Linked DNA regions of Gossypium hirsutum: region 1 is linked to region 2. Evidence: chromatin contacts called from public Hi-C data. All regions are on one chromosome and are shown on one strand. The core of a region is the stretch at or near the end of the contact, and the rest is flanking DNA. Distances in the headings are between cores, read along the strand shown. Region 1 holds the start of LOC107929862. Region 2 holds the start of LOC107929950 (NADH dehydrogenase [ubiquinone] iron-sulfur protein 7, mitochondrial).

What was found. A called contact is a pair of places that touch in the nucleus more often than the background predicts.
Region 1: a Hi-C map of leaf shows a contact between it and region 2, with 1.9 times the contacts expected there. The contact joins the promoter of LOC107929862 here to the promoter of LOC107929950 in region 2. A contact is called at or near these places in 3 of 34 Hi-C or Micro-C datasets (all in leaf).

The regions. Positions count from the first base shown.
Region 1 is chrA07:2,712,954-2,720,130 of Gossypium_hirsutum_v2.1, reverse strand. LOC107929862 reads right to left here and starts at 4,014. Exons shown (of 6, transcript XM_041118048.1): 1 at 4,010-4,014; 2 at 3,892-3,954; 3 at 3,279-3,417; 4 at 3,069-3,197; 5 at 2,221-2,311; 6 at 1,198-1,474. The coding sequence starts at 4,014. The coding sequence ends at 1,329. It overlaps LOC107929931 (calcineurin-binding protein 1), which reads left to right and starts at 4,925. Exons shown (of 19, transcript XM_016861476.2): 1 at 4,925-5,061; 2 at 5,175-5,249; 3 at 5,563-5,682; 4 at 5,786-5,826; 5 at 6,128-6,339; 6 at 6,444-7,177. The coding sequence starts at 5,059.
Region 2 is chrA07:2,580,384-2,586,977 of Gossypium_hirsutum_v2.1, reverse strand. It overlaps LOC107929950 (NADH dehydrogenase [ubiquinone] iron-sulfur protein 7, mitochondrial), which reads right to left and starts at 3,681. Exons shown (of 2, transcript XM_016861501.2): 1 at 3,008-3,681; 2 at 1,354-1,843. The coding sequence starts at 3,411. The coding sequence ends at 1,609. It overlaps LOC107929949, which reads left to right. Exons shown (of 4, transcript XM_016861500.2): 3 at 124-267; 4 at 685-1,226. The coding sequence ends at 852.

The sequences.
Region 1 (7,177 bases), core at 2,765-5,264, 130 kb before region 2:
AAACCGGAAATTTGTAAACAGTCTCAACATTTACTTTCCGCAACGGTTTGCTATCTCTGTACTGATTTTCTGTTTTAAATCCGACAACGAAACACGTCTGTTGAATCTCATTCTTATTTTTTTCCGACTTCGAAATACATAGCCTTCCTCAGTTGTAGTTATCATTTCTCCATCAAAATGAACATAAACAAACAAAATTTGAGAATTCATCTTAAAAAAAATTTCGCTTTCTTATTAACAAAGAAAAAACTAAAAATTTTAAAGCAAACAAAAACTCAAATGAAAGAAAAAATACATATATATTTGATAAATCTGGTGCCGGCCATTAGAAGACCAAAAAAAAAAATTAAAATACTGGTGCCGGCCATTGACTGGCTAGAAACAAAAAAATTGAATTTTTTTTTAATATTGGTGCCGGGCATTGACAGGCTAGCACCAAAAAAAATTGAATTTTTTTTAAATATTGGTGCCAGCCATTGACTGGCCAGCATAAATTTTTTTAAAAAAAAACTCGTATTCTAGTGCCGGCCATTGACAGACTAGCATAAAAAAATTTGAATTTTTTTTTAATACTGGTGCCGGCCATTGACAGGCTAGCACCGAAAAAATTTGAATTTTTTTTTAAAAACTCGTATTCTGGTGCCGGCCATTGACAAGCCAGCACAAAAAAAAATTGAATTTTTTTTAATACTGGTGCCGACCATTGACAGGCCAGCACAAAAAAAATTGAATTTTTTTTAAAATACTGGTGTAGGCCATTGACAGGCCAGCACCAAATTTTTTTTTAAATACTAGTATTTTTGTATACCAGTATGATACGATTTAAAAAAAATACCCTAGTGCTGGCCATTGACAGGCCAAAACTAAAAAAATTAATTTTTTAAAGCCTAACACAATCATTAGGCAATCATGGGTGCAAAATAAAAGTTGGTGCCGGCCATTGACAAACCCAAACCCAATTCTACTGTTCATTTGAGGTCATTTTGGTGATTGTTTTTGAATTTGGATCATTTTTGTAAATATTAAAATTTTTTTGGTCAATTTAGTAAAATAGCCAACCGTTGATCTTTGAACTTATATTTAACCGATACAAGTGAACTCTTAATACACCTCCCACTTGAAAATAAAGGCTTTACTTGAATACAAATCAAAAGGGTTATTTGAACCGAACATAAACGATGATTAAGGCAAAAATGGTTGACATTCCCAAGAGTTGGTTCAGCTACATTTCTGAAAATTTGGTTACAGCAACGATTCTTCTTACATAAACAATTAACAAATGGTGGCAATCATACAATCATTACTTATACATCTTAAACGACAATGTCTCAAGATTGCTTGGCAACATTCTGGTCTCGTAGCAGATACGATGGCAGATAAGTAGGAATAATCAATGCCGATACTAAACACAGCACGACAAAGGCTACGACCCACCATGCATAGTAAGGGATGCCCAACAACAGTTCATCGCAAACTGAAAAATAAAATCGAGCTTATTAGCATACTAAGCATAAGACATCTTATCTTGTGAATATGAAACTGGTGTTTGCATGAGAAGGATGGGTCAAAGGGGTATATAAACGAGTGCCGAAAGAGATGGAAACAAACAAGCAAATGCCAGAACAGGTTGCATTTGATGATGCAGATGGCTTATTCAATATCATGTGGAAATGTTGTGAATCAGCAAAACGAAATGTCTAGGGAAGTACTGAAGAAGATTGAATCAGGTTCAGAATACAATGACAAGTTGCCGTGCGCATTGGCCTCACTTGTGAATTAATTGCAATGTGTTACTAGTCTCTAGGTGTGTGATATATCAGTGAATGGTATTTTCAAGCGGCGTGCAGCCATTTTATGTACTAGGTCCTACAACTGAAGCAGCATATGATATCGTAGTAACATAACTAGCAAGGTGTCATAGCATATGAAAACCGAAACTACTCTCGAAATGGGTGGTAAGTTTTTGAATTTATTTAGCTACTCACTACTGTGATGTTTTATCTCAACCAGTGCACTTTTCGTCTTCTTCAACCATATTCATTTTTCATCACAACCACCACCTATTATCGCATTTATTTCTGGATCTGCTTTATTTTTTTCCTTCCATCATTTTCATCAGATTATGTTAAAACAAATTTCTAACTTTTCCCCTAACCAATTTCAAAGAACCCTCTGCAGGATCAAAAGGGGCTAAAAGGAGCTAGGAAATAGTTGGCTTACCTATATTGAAGATGATGAACTCTCTTTCCTTTGTGTTGGGTATTGCCACAAAACCTTCGGGCTCCACAGTCACCAAAATGTGCAATCCGCCCTGAGCAAAACCGAGCTTCTTTAGCATTACTCTGTGTGTGTGTGTGTGTATGAAGAATCCACTTACAATCTTACATTAACGTAAAGGGTTAAATCACTTTTCGGGGCCTGAACTTGACAGCTTTTCTCACATTGGGGCTTGAACTTTCTTTTTGTTCAAGTTAGTCCTTGAAAACCCTCGAGTTTAGGCCCCAATGTGGGAGTAATTGCCAAGTTCAGGTCACAATATGGGACAAATTGCCAAGTTTAGGGACTAACTTGGACAAAGAAAAAGGTTCAAGCCTCAATGTGGAATAGTTGTTTAGTTCAGGCTCTAATGTGAGAACAATTGCCCAAGTTCAAGGTCTAACTTGAACAAAAAATAAGTTTAAGCACCAATGCAGGAGAAGTTGCCAAGTTCAGACCCCAAATAGTGATTTAATCCTAATGTAAAACTAAAGTAGATTTACAGACTTCCGTAACTTTTTTTGTAGATTAATATCTTAACAATCCAATCATTGAATTTACCAATATAATTGTATATGTCATATACTGCAGTTCTGAATTGGTTCGACATCTCTATCATATCGATCAAGAATACCGTCTTCAACATACATGATCAATGATCAATGATCAATGAGAATGGAACATGAAATATACCCATTGAACTCGTACAAAAAGTTACAGAAGCATATAAAACTACTTTAATTCTATATAATATTTCAAACATTGGAGACTAAATTTGCATCAAAAGAAAGTTCATCAGCATAGGCTAAAACCTGATCATTAATGGAGTCAAGATTATCAGTCTTGAATATCAACTTCTCTGTATTCAACAATCTTCTGTTCCTGTTTAACCCAGATTCTAAATCCCCTTTCTTCAGTTGCAAAGAAAAACTAGCGGGAATCTTTCAATAAAAAATCAAAGCTCAGCTTTTGAAACTGAAAACGCCAAAAATAGGCAAAATCATAGTAAAGAAATTACATACGGAAGCTGGATACGAGATCTTCACTTCGTACCAAGTTAATGATTTCAGATCTTGCAGTTTATAGACTCGAGAACCCATTTTAAGCGACAAAGTTTCCGCCTTTAGCTCCTCTCCAACATTCAAAACGGCGCCGTCTAGCCTGCAAAAAAAGAAGAAGGGAAAACAGCGACATTCTTATCTTACAAGTGAAAAAAAGATCGAAGAAGTGATTGACACAAAAATTGATCATTTTTTTTAGGTTACTTGCATTTTCCCATGACTGAAGATTGAGCTGCTAACAATGAAGATGACAATATAGATTGGGATGAAGAAATTGAATTTAATTGAATGAAGCATTGTAGATAAGAAGAAAATTTGGCTCCTCAAGATCTTGAATCTGGCACACCAAAATCACAGGTAGGAAAAAAAATAAAAAAATTATAATTGAATTAATGCCAAGAAGCAAAAGCTTTCAGCTTTCAAGCCCGCCAACTATTCGTCAAAATGTGTAAAAGAAAAATTAAAAGAGCATTAAGATTCCCCATTCGAAATGAATTAAAAAAAAGAAAACTCCCAAAACCCAATTATTTATGTAAAAATTTCATTAAGAGTTTATGAATTTGACAGTACTGACCGGAATCCGACACTCTGATCGATCTCAGTTTGAATCTCTGTTCCAGTCACCGCAGTGAAAATTCTATTTCATAATTTGATGAAAGGCGTATAGGTATGGCGTTTAGGCCTTTTAAAACAACATCGTTTTCTTCTGGGAGGAAGGCTGGACCTGTTATGCTAATTTATTTGGTCAAATTCTGCGGTTAGACCCTGTACTTTGAGCAAGTATTGTATTTAGTAACTATACTTTACTTGAATTAATTTTAGTCTTTATAATTTTCAAATTAGTCAAATTTAGTTCCTTTTACTTTTTCAATTTTAAAATTTGTTCTTAACCGAATGATAGTAGTTAATATATCATGTATAAAATTATAGATTTTGTCTATATATCGTTCTTAATTGATATATTTTTGAATTTCAAATTTCTAGTTATAATATAAATAGTAGTAAACTGACCTGATATTACATATGTAATAATATGATTATTGTATCAAATTTTGAAAACAATAGAATTTGACTTAATGAGTTTAAGAACTAGGTTAATAGATGCCACATGTCCTTGTACTATTTGTAAATTTAAAATTTAGTCATGTACTTTTTATTTTTAAGAATTTAGTCTTTTTACTTTTCAAATTTCAAAAATTCATGTGCAATCGTTAACACTATTAAAATTATTTTGCTAAATTCAGGTTTATTATAATTTTATTTTTTTAGTTACATAGCTACCAAATGAATTTTTTTATTTTAAAATGTCACGACAATAAATTTAACCAAAAAAATTAATAGCATTAACAATTAGACTCGAATTTTAAAACCCCAGAAATAAGACTAAATTCCTAAAAATAAAAATATAAGAACTAAATTCAAAACTTTTGAAGAATGCAGGGATTTATGGCATATTTTAACATAATAGCTACCATTCTAAAATTACAAGGACTGAAATTACCAAAATAAAAAAGAGAGTAAATACACAACTTATACATAACACAGGGACTAATAGCAGAATTTAAACTATTTTATTTTCCCTTATTGCTAACGAGAAAGTGAAAATATTAAACCTGAGAACCCCCGATAAACTAACAATAGAACCCGCCTAAATCTGAAGCAAACAAAAAACCCCCCAAAACAGCAACTACTCGAAGAGTCTCCTCAAGGCAGCTGTCGTACGAGGAAGTTTAAAAAAAAAATGGTGCGTAATCGTTTGGTTCTTTAATCTTGTATTGACTGGTTTCGAGAGGAGTGATTTTTTTTTATAAATTTTAAATTTACTTTGTTTTTTTCGTGTGTTTGTGTCTGTTTCAGTTCTCAATTGCAGCTATTAACGACACAGATTCCAGAGGCCAATGGGAACCCTTAGCTCCTACTAAAGAAGCCCAGGTGTGCTCCTATTTCTTTTTCATAAGCGTGACATTGAATGCAATTAATTAGAGCAAAATTCTGTTCCAAATTTCATTTTTTTTTCATTTTGGCCTCTGTTTTGAATCTTATTTATGTTCATAATGTCAATCTCAAGTTTGATAAAGCTAAGGAAAAAACAAGAAGTTGCTTTGCTGTTGTGATTCTGTGAATTATTTTTTGGGGTTGGTTGAACAATTTGAAGGCTTTGTTTTTTGGTTCCCTAAAGAATGAATTTAGGGTCCTTTTTTGTATTTCAAAGAATAAAATTAATTTCTTGAATCATTTGTTGCAGGAATTCCATCTTACACAAGCTTACCATGATGGGCTTCTCAAGTTACAGGCTAAAGACTATGAAAAGGCTCGCGAACTGTTAGAATCCGTTTTGAAAGATCCTCTTATTTCAAATGCTGAAGTATCTGTTTGTTCCATGAAATATATTTCAGCTGCAAATGCTTTAACATATAAATATATATTATATCCTTAAAATAATTATTCTTTTTTTCTAATTTATTCAGGTGGATAACAATACTACCGATGGTCATCTGTTACAACTCAAGTTAAGATCTATCTCATGGACTATATCTCACTTTGTTTTTAAGTAGTTTCCTTGCACAGTTTTGATCTTAGAATGCAAAGCACTACACCTAAAGTCATTGGCTTGAAGTTTTATGTAAATTGTGTCCTATAAATTTCTGTTAAGGTTTCATTTTATAATAGTGTTGATTAATTCAAGCGGTGCTCTGGTTTGATTAAATAAAATTTCTGTGATTTAGATTTATGTGCTAATTCTATGTTTCATTATGACATCTAAATCTAGTAAGCATAAATGTTAATGTATTTCATCTAGCTTTGTGCAGATTTTTGGTATTGAAGAACCTTGCCACTGTTTTTCTTCAACAAGGTTCAGGTCACTATGAGAGTGCTTTGCGTTGTTATCTTCAAGCTGTAGAGATTGATAACAAAGATTCGGTTGTCTGGAACCAGCTGGGGACTCTATCATGCTCAATGGGTTCATTGAGTATTTCACGTTGGGCTTTTGAGCAGGGACTTTTGTGCAGTCCTAATAATTGTGAGTATTTATATGCTTCAGTCGTATCCTGTGTTTGCTTCTCTTTTTGTGCTCTGTCTGCTCAACTTTCATGATGCATACAATCCATTTATATTGTGTGTCAGGGAATTGCATGGAGAAACTGTTGGAAGTTCTCATTGCCATTGGTGATGAAGTTGCATGCCTTTCTGTTGCAGAGTTGATTTTAAGGCATTGGCCATCACATTCTCGTGCTTTGCATGTCAAAAATACAATTGAGGAAACAGAATCAGCTCCTTTTGCTCCTAGAGGTATAGATAAGCTGGAACCTAAACATGTACGTCTTAAATTCCATGACAAGAGAAAAGCACCTGATGAGAATCTAGATGAAGGTACTGCACTCAAAAAGTTGAACCAGAACATAGAATTGCAAATTGCAGAAGCTTCCTGGGCAGCTCTCATTGATGGACTCCTGGGAATTTTACTTCCGCTAAATGGTTGTGGTTCTGAGGTCGGGACTGGAAAATTGCACAGATCTGGGGATGTCAGGTTAAGCATTCTCTTCCCTCCTTGTGCCGAAATTGTGATGGAGCCTGTGGAAAAGAAAGAACCTACTTTACCTCCTAGTGGTGAAGGCATGCCTCCCAATGATAATGACTCTCAAAGAGCTAGTAACTCGAAAGAAAAAGAATCAAATCTTTTGGAAGAACAACCACAGGAGAGACGGAGTACTCGTCTTGAAAGTCTTAGGAGCCGTAAACCTGGCAAAGAAGAATTAGATTTTACTGCAGGTAAGGATTTGGCCAAGATTGTGCTTCAATTACTTGAACCTTTTGTCATCAGTAAACCAGACAGCAAAGATTCTGAAGATATTGATAAT
Region 2 (6,594 bases), core at 2,432-4,931:
TGTTATGATAATCTCAATATATCTTACTGTTCTATTCCATGCTCGGTTTGATACTTTCTTTCCTTCATTTTTCCTATTGCAATTTTCCTTCTGGGATGGTATGATGAAATACAAAGTTCCCAGGTGGGTGCAATTCAATCTTGTGGAGGTCAGATGACTGCCGATGGAAAACGTTTTCGGACAGGTGGTGGCATATTATGGAATATCCTAAAAGTGCGACAACCCGCTGCTTATCGCGAAATAATGAAAAAAACCAAAGACTTCGAGGTGCGTATTAATAGGCACTTAAAGTAAGCCTTTTGATTAGCTTGCCTTTTCATTAGCTTATGAATATATATATACACATGTGTATGCATGAGAGCTTTCTGATTCATCCAGCAATCAGATGTCTAAATAATTGTCTGGTTTATATCCAAAGGTAAACCGTTAGCGGTTAAAGCCTGATGTTTCTTATAGTTTGGCTACCTAATGACTAATCTAATTGCATATGACATGCTCCTTTATGTTGAAATGTAAGTATGATTCAAGCAACTCTTGTTTTTGATATAGTAGCCATTGAACTTGGGTTTAGATTTCCAGGCCTTGGTTCTTGTTTCATGTTATGAGTAACCAAAGCTAGTAATTAGTTTCGTTCTTCGAATTGTAACATCGAATATGTGAGTTGTGGTATTTATAATTTTGCAGAAGCAATTCAAGCAGGAAAATGTCGGACGGGCACTAGCACAGAACAAAGAGAACTCGTCCCGAGAAACTGCTTGCAATCTGACTAATGGAACCTCGGTAAGTGTTTTGGAAGATTCTCAACTGCTTCCACAAACTCGGGAGGAACAGTTCAGTACCGAAGGAACATGAAAAGCTATTCATGACAGGATTAGAGTTCCTATTTCGTATGAAGACATTCTTGGTGAGGATCTAAAAGAAGATCCATGTCATCAGTAACTAAACTTTGAGTTTGGATTGCCATCGGTTTTGAATGCAGAGAATTGTTGATAGAAGGGATTTTCTCTTATTTGGGAAACTACATATGAAAGCATCATTAGTTGTCCTAGAATCAAAATTCACTTTTGGAATAAAATGGTTGTTATTAGGGTATAAAAGGCCTTTTTTGCAAGGTTAAATTTTTGGTACTGCCGACCTAAAACAATTTATCTAATCAAATCAATTTAACATCGATAGGCCGATTCAATAATGAATTCTAATAATCAATAATTGACCAATTTAACATCATAATTGACTAAACCAATAAAATTGAGTTAACCAATTATCAATAGAACTTTTTTGACCAAATTCGTCTTCCACAAAATAAGAAGATAAACACTTGCATGAATGCAAAAACCATCAAATCCAGATAAATACCACAACAAAACAATGAAATTATTCATATTTCATACCCATTTAAATCCGAAACAAAAACTGTAAGTTCCAAATGATACAGGAAGTACAGTCACCATGCAAAGTAATAGAAACCCCATGAACTTTTATAATCAAAAGCTTTTCTTAACAATCTCCACCTACATGGCATTTCACCAGAAAGTTTGATTTTATTTATTTGTTACTCAACACTGCAAAATGCAGTGCAAATAGCCCTGAAATAACTTGCAAATTTTCTTACTTGGACCACCAATGGAGGAAATCCTTGCGCCTGTTGATCTTTTTCTGCAATTGAAGAACTCCGTACAATAACGCCTCCGCAGTGGGTGGACAACCAGGAACATAGATGTCAACAGGGACGATTCTATCGCAACCTCTTACAACTGAGTATGAGTAGTGGTAGTACCCACCACCATTTGCACAACTTCCCATTGAAATCACCCACCTAGGCTCTGGCATTTGGTCGTAAACCCTACAAATATTACAAACCATAAACTAAATTACCAAAGCAGAGCATAACCGAAGACTGGAAAACAAACAGGAAATATGAAGACAGGCAGGAAGAAGAAGCAGAAATGGAGACACAGTGTTGATTCTTTGCCAAGTCATTCACATAATTCGTAGAGAATCCCTCGAGCCTAGAGTAACAAACTTCAAAATGAAGAATTTGTAACATACACTACCAAGCAACAAAATTTGGGGAATGCTAACAAGAATCTTAATATTCAAAGCAGAGAATGGGATACCATCAGGGGTGAAAACTTAATAGGTTGGATTTGTTCAGCACAACAAAGGGAATAAATCATATTTGTCAAAATATCATTAAAACAAGAAAACTTTTCACGGACATCCCACTCTGAATTCACCATCAGACGTTTAGGCTAAGGCTGTCATGAGACAAAATTGCATGCCAAATAAGCTAGCTCATTCTGGGTTTGGGTAGTTCTCCACAAGTCCAGAAACACCATAAAATAAAAGTTAAAAATAAAAATAAAAAATCAATGTGTACTAATATGTTTGTAATAACTATGAATCTTCTTCCTAAAACATCAAGCCCCAGTTAGACCACACGAACTTATCCAGGACCATTCAAGCTTGAGCTTCAGGTTTTACACCATTAAGATCTATGTTTGGTCAACCGAGCTAAGGGCTTAAAAGATTACAGATACAAAATGATGCAATCATAGTTTTTTACGTTACTAACTCTTCAACAATTCTCCCGATAATCAGAAAGAAACTCATAAGTTGAATAGAGTAATAGAAAAAATATACATAACCTTCTCGATTTATGTATCATGTTAAAGAAGAAACAGCCTCAAGTAGCTTTTCAGTTCATTTTTAATTTATGTATCATATTCCCAAAAACAATCCACCAATTTCAAAGAAAAAAATATCTTCCAAAAATCAAAGCAATTCAGTCACAAATTAAATTGTAAATATATCCTTAACACAAATCAAATAGAGCGTTCACGAATTGAATTTTGCGATTACGCCTGTAACCCAACGAGCTAAGAAAAGGTTGGGACTGCAACAGTTCACATTCTCATGAAATCCCAAATCTAACATACAGATCAAAATAAAGGATCATAAATTAACTTTTTTAAAATGAAACCCTAAGAATGAGATGAGATAATACTTGCGAAGAGCAGGGGCCATTTTGTTGGTGAGAGTGCCAGCAACAATCATGCAATCGGATTGGCGAGGGCTAGGCCTAAAAATGACACCAAAGCGATCGAAGTCGTAGCGAGAAGCACCGGTGTGCATCATTTCGACGGCGCAGCAAGCGAGGCCGAAAGTCATGGGCCAGATGGACCCACGACGGGCCCAGTTCAAGAGGTCATCGACCTTGGAGATCACGTACTCAGCAGGCTTAGAGAGACTGGAGGGAGTGCCGGAGGTGGACGGCGGAGAAGGCCGGGCGTATGTGGTTGGGGTGGCAGAAGAGGAGAGAGAAGGGACGGTGGTGTGAATAGCGAGGGCACGCTGTAGGGAGAGGAGGTGAGGGAGGCGATTGGCAGTGGTTCGGGTGATTAGAGCCATGGCTCGACGGTGGTTTCTAGAGAAGAGAGGATTCCCTTTGGAGAGGCCCAGAGATTTGGAAGATTTTGACTCAGTTACCAACTCACTCTCGGGTTATGGTTTATGTTTTGTGGTGTTATTAATTGTCTTTGTTGTAATGGTTCGTTGCCTACCACGTGTGGGTTAGGAGACTAAACAAAGTGTTTTCCTTCGTAATGCATCCATTTTAATCCGGGAATCAATCTAATTTAATCGACAATAACTTAAATCTAAATCGATTCAAAACTAAAATTCGTGGTGATTCGAGCTTGAAATATCTCAATTTAAATAGTTTAAAAAGATTTAAAGAGATCAAATTTCAAAACTATACGAATTTATGATGACAGAACTGAGCCTTAAACTCGAATGATAACTTGAATAAATTCTACTCAAAACTAAATTAATCCATCTAATTATCAAGTCCATGTATATTTTATATAGATATTTATAAATATTGATTAAATCTCATTTAATTACAATTGTAAATTTTAATTTAAAATATTATTTTTAAAAATTTTACATTTTATTAGATGTCTAATGCAATGTTTCACATGTTTGAAACAAGATAATTTAATAACACATGTGATTTGTTAACGCAATCTAAATTCACCAATTTTACTCTACTTAATTTTGTTAAGTGAATGATTATATTCAACAAAAAAATTCAAATTCGTATTAAAAAAAAAAAAGTTCAATATACGTTTACACAAAACACCTCCAATGTTACAATTATTCACCCAAACAATTTTACCTAAAACAAATTTTATTCTCCAATGAAGTACCTAACACAAATGCAAAAATAGGGAGCAAAAAACCACTTGACAAAAAGCACTGACGGTACACCCCCAACATGTGGGGTAATAAATAGGCCGAGTTCTACATTTTCTCCAAGAAACAAAGGAGATAAATCAACATTTAAAATAAAGAAATTATTGACACAAAATCTTCTCTTTTAATTTTAAGAAATGCTTCATCTCTAATTAAATCTGATCAGCTTTATGTCCAAGAAAAATAAATTTATTTAAACCTTAATACATAAGGATAAAAACTCAACCGATCCTTCTTCCTTCTTTTCTTTGAAATTAAATCTACCAACAAAATAAGAAAAAAGTGCAGCTTCAATCCAAGATAGAAAACTTTTAGGAAAGAAATAGGATGTCAATAGTCTTCCTTCTTCGAAATAGTTCAGGTATTATTATTCCACTTAAATTAAGATGTTAATATTCTTTCACTTTTAGAAGTTGAAATCAATTGTAAGTTCTATAATAGTTATTTGCTTTTGTAACGGTTATTCTGTTCTAATTAATATTTCTATAAATAAAATAAATTGAGTAAACTTAATATTAACAAATACATAAAACAATTGTATAATAATTGAGTAAAATTTAAGAATGACAAATTTTGTGAAGAGGATGATAATAATGAAGTAAACGTCCATCCTAAACTCTAATTATACTCTTTTGAGGGCGAGATCCAAATATAAGGAGAAAGATCTTTGTACGAGGATTTTAATTGATAATATTTTTTCAAGCTTCCATCTTTCAAATGAAAAATACCAATATCTCGAGGACCCAATATCTCATATGTATCCCTATCAATAAAATCATCCGTGAAATATATAGAATTAGGCTGGCCTTCGGGAAAATCCAAAACTGAAACTGCTAAGGTCTTATTATCACCCACAAAAACTATATCTCCATCTATACTGTCTACCTCTTTCTTTTCTAGCAATTTACCGTTTTCATCATCTAAAATCAATTTGAAAACTGTGAATTTTTTTTCCAATGAACACTTCTTTCACCAACCTCTTCAAAATCTAGATGTTTATGGATGGAGTATAAATTTCCCATAGATGACTTAACAAGATATACTTGTGTTCAATTTTGGTAGCTTTGAACTTTCATCATCTTCTACACCATTAACATCGAATGATACAGATAGCATAAACCAAACCTTTATGGAAAAGAATAACAAGGAAAAGAGATTGATCTTCATCGACATCCATGTATATCCAATTTTTTTGGCGAGGTCTGTAGAAGGCTAATCTGCCATAAACACTATAAATTATGACAACTACAAAATCATTCGGATGCAACAAGGGATCATCTGATAACACAACCTTTAAAATTTTATATGTGTAGTGCCCACTATCATATGCCATGCTGTCAAACTGAGGAAGATGAATGCTAAGATTTTCAAAAGGATTTGAAAGAGTTATATTGAAGCTCTCATCTACTGTGGCTAACCAACCATAATAAGAACCACAGTATCTCCATGTATAAGGCTTGGGAAATTCAATCTCAGCGATTTTTGATTTGGCTTGTAGGCTGTATATTTTTCGCTTTGTGGCGCTCTTTTTGGATGGAATCATCAGCATTGGAAATAGATTTGTGGATGATCGCCTCTTGATGTCAAGAAAAGTATTGAAAAGTGAATGCCAATATCTGCTAACAGCACCAAATTGAACCCGACTGATGGGTTCATCTATTTTCTCAAGAACAGGAAGAAGACAGAATTCTGGTAGATATTCTCAATCTGGCATAGAATTCCCCATACTTGTTCTTTCAGAAAACCAGTAGCAACTTGGTCCCTGCAAATAATTCAAGTCAGGAAATAAAATAAGAGGTGACGAAACTAAGTATTTTCAGCACTTATATGGGTATTTAAAGCGTGCAAATATTAGATTTTTAAATTTAAAGCGTGCACTTATATGGACTTCAAATATTATTTTTCCACTTAAATTAGGTTGTTAATAGTCTTCCATTTTTAGAAGTTGAAATCAATTGTAAGTTTATTTAAATTAGGTTTCTATAATAGTTATTTGCTATTCCTTATTAAAATATTCCTTAATTTACATACGTTTTTTTTTTCGTGTTGTTAATTCACAGAATTACAATCTTCAACTTCTAGTTTCAGTGAGTAAAGGATTAATCAATTGTAAGCTAATTTAAATTGGGTTAAGGAATAGGAGAAATAAGTCGTTGAAACTGTCCATTACAAAACTTTAATATCAATTTTTATCTTTGTGCCATAACTTTAGGTAAAAATTATATTTGTTTGTATTGCAAAATTCCTAATCTGTTGATAATGAATGGTGGCAATAAACTTTGTAAAATATTTTCCTACGATCGAGATTCCACCATTGATGGAGTCGCCATGGATGTT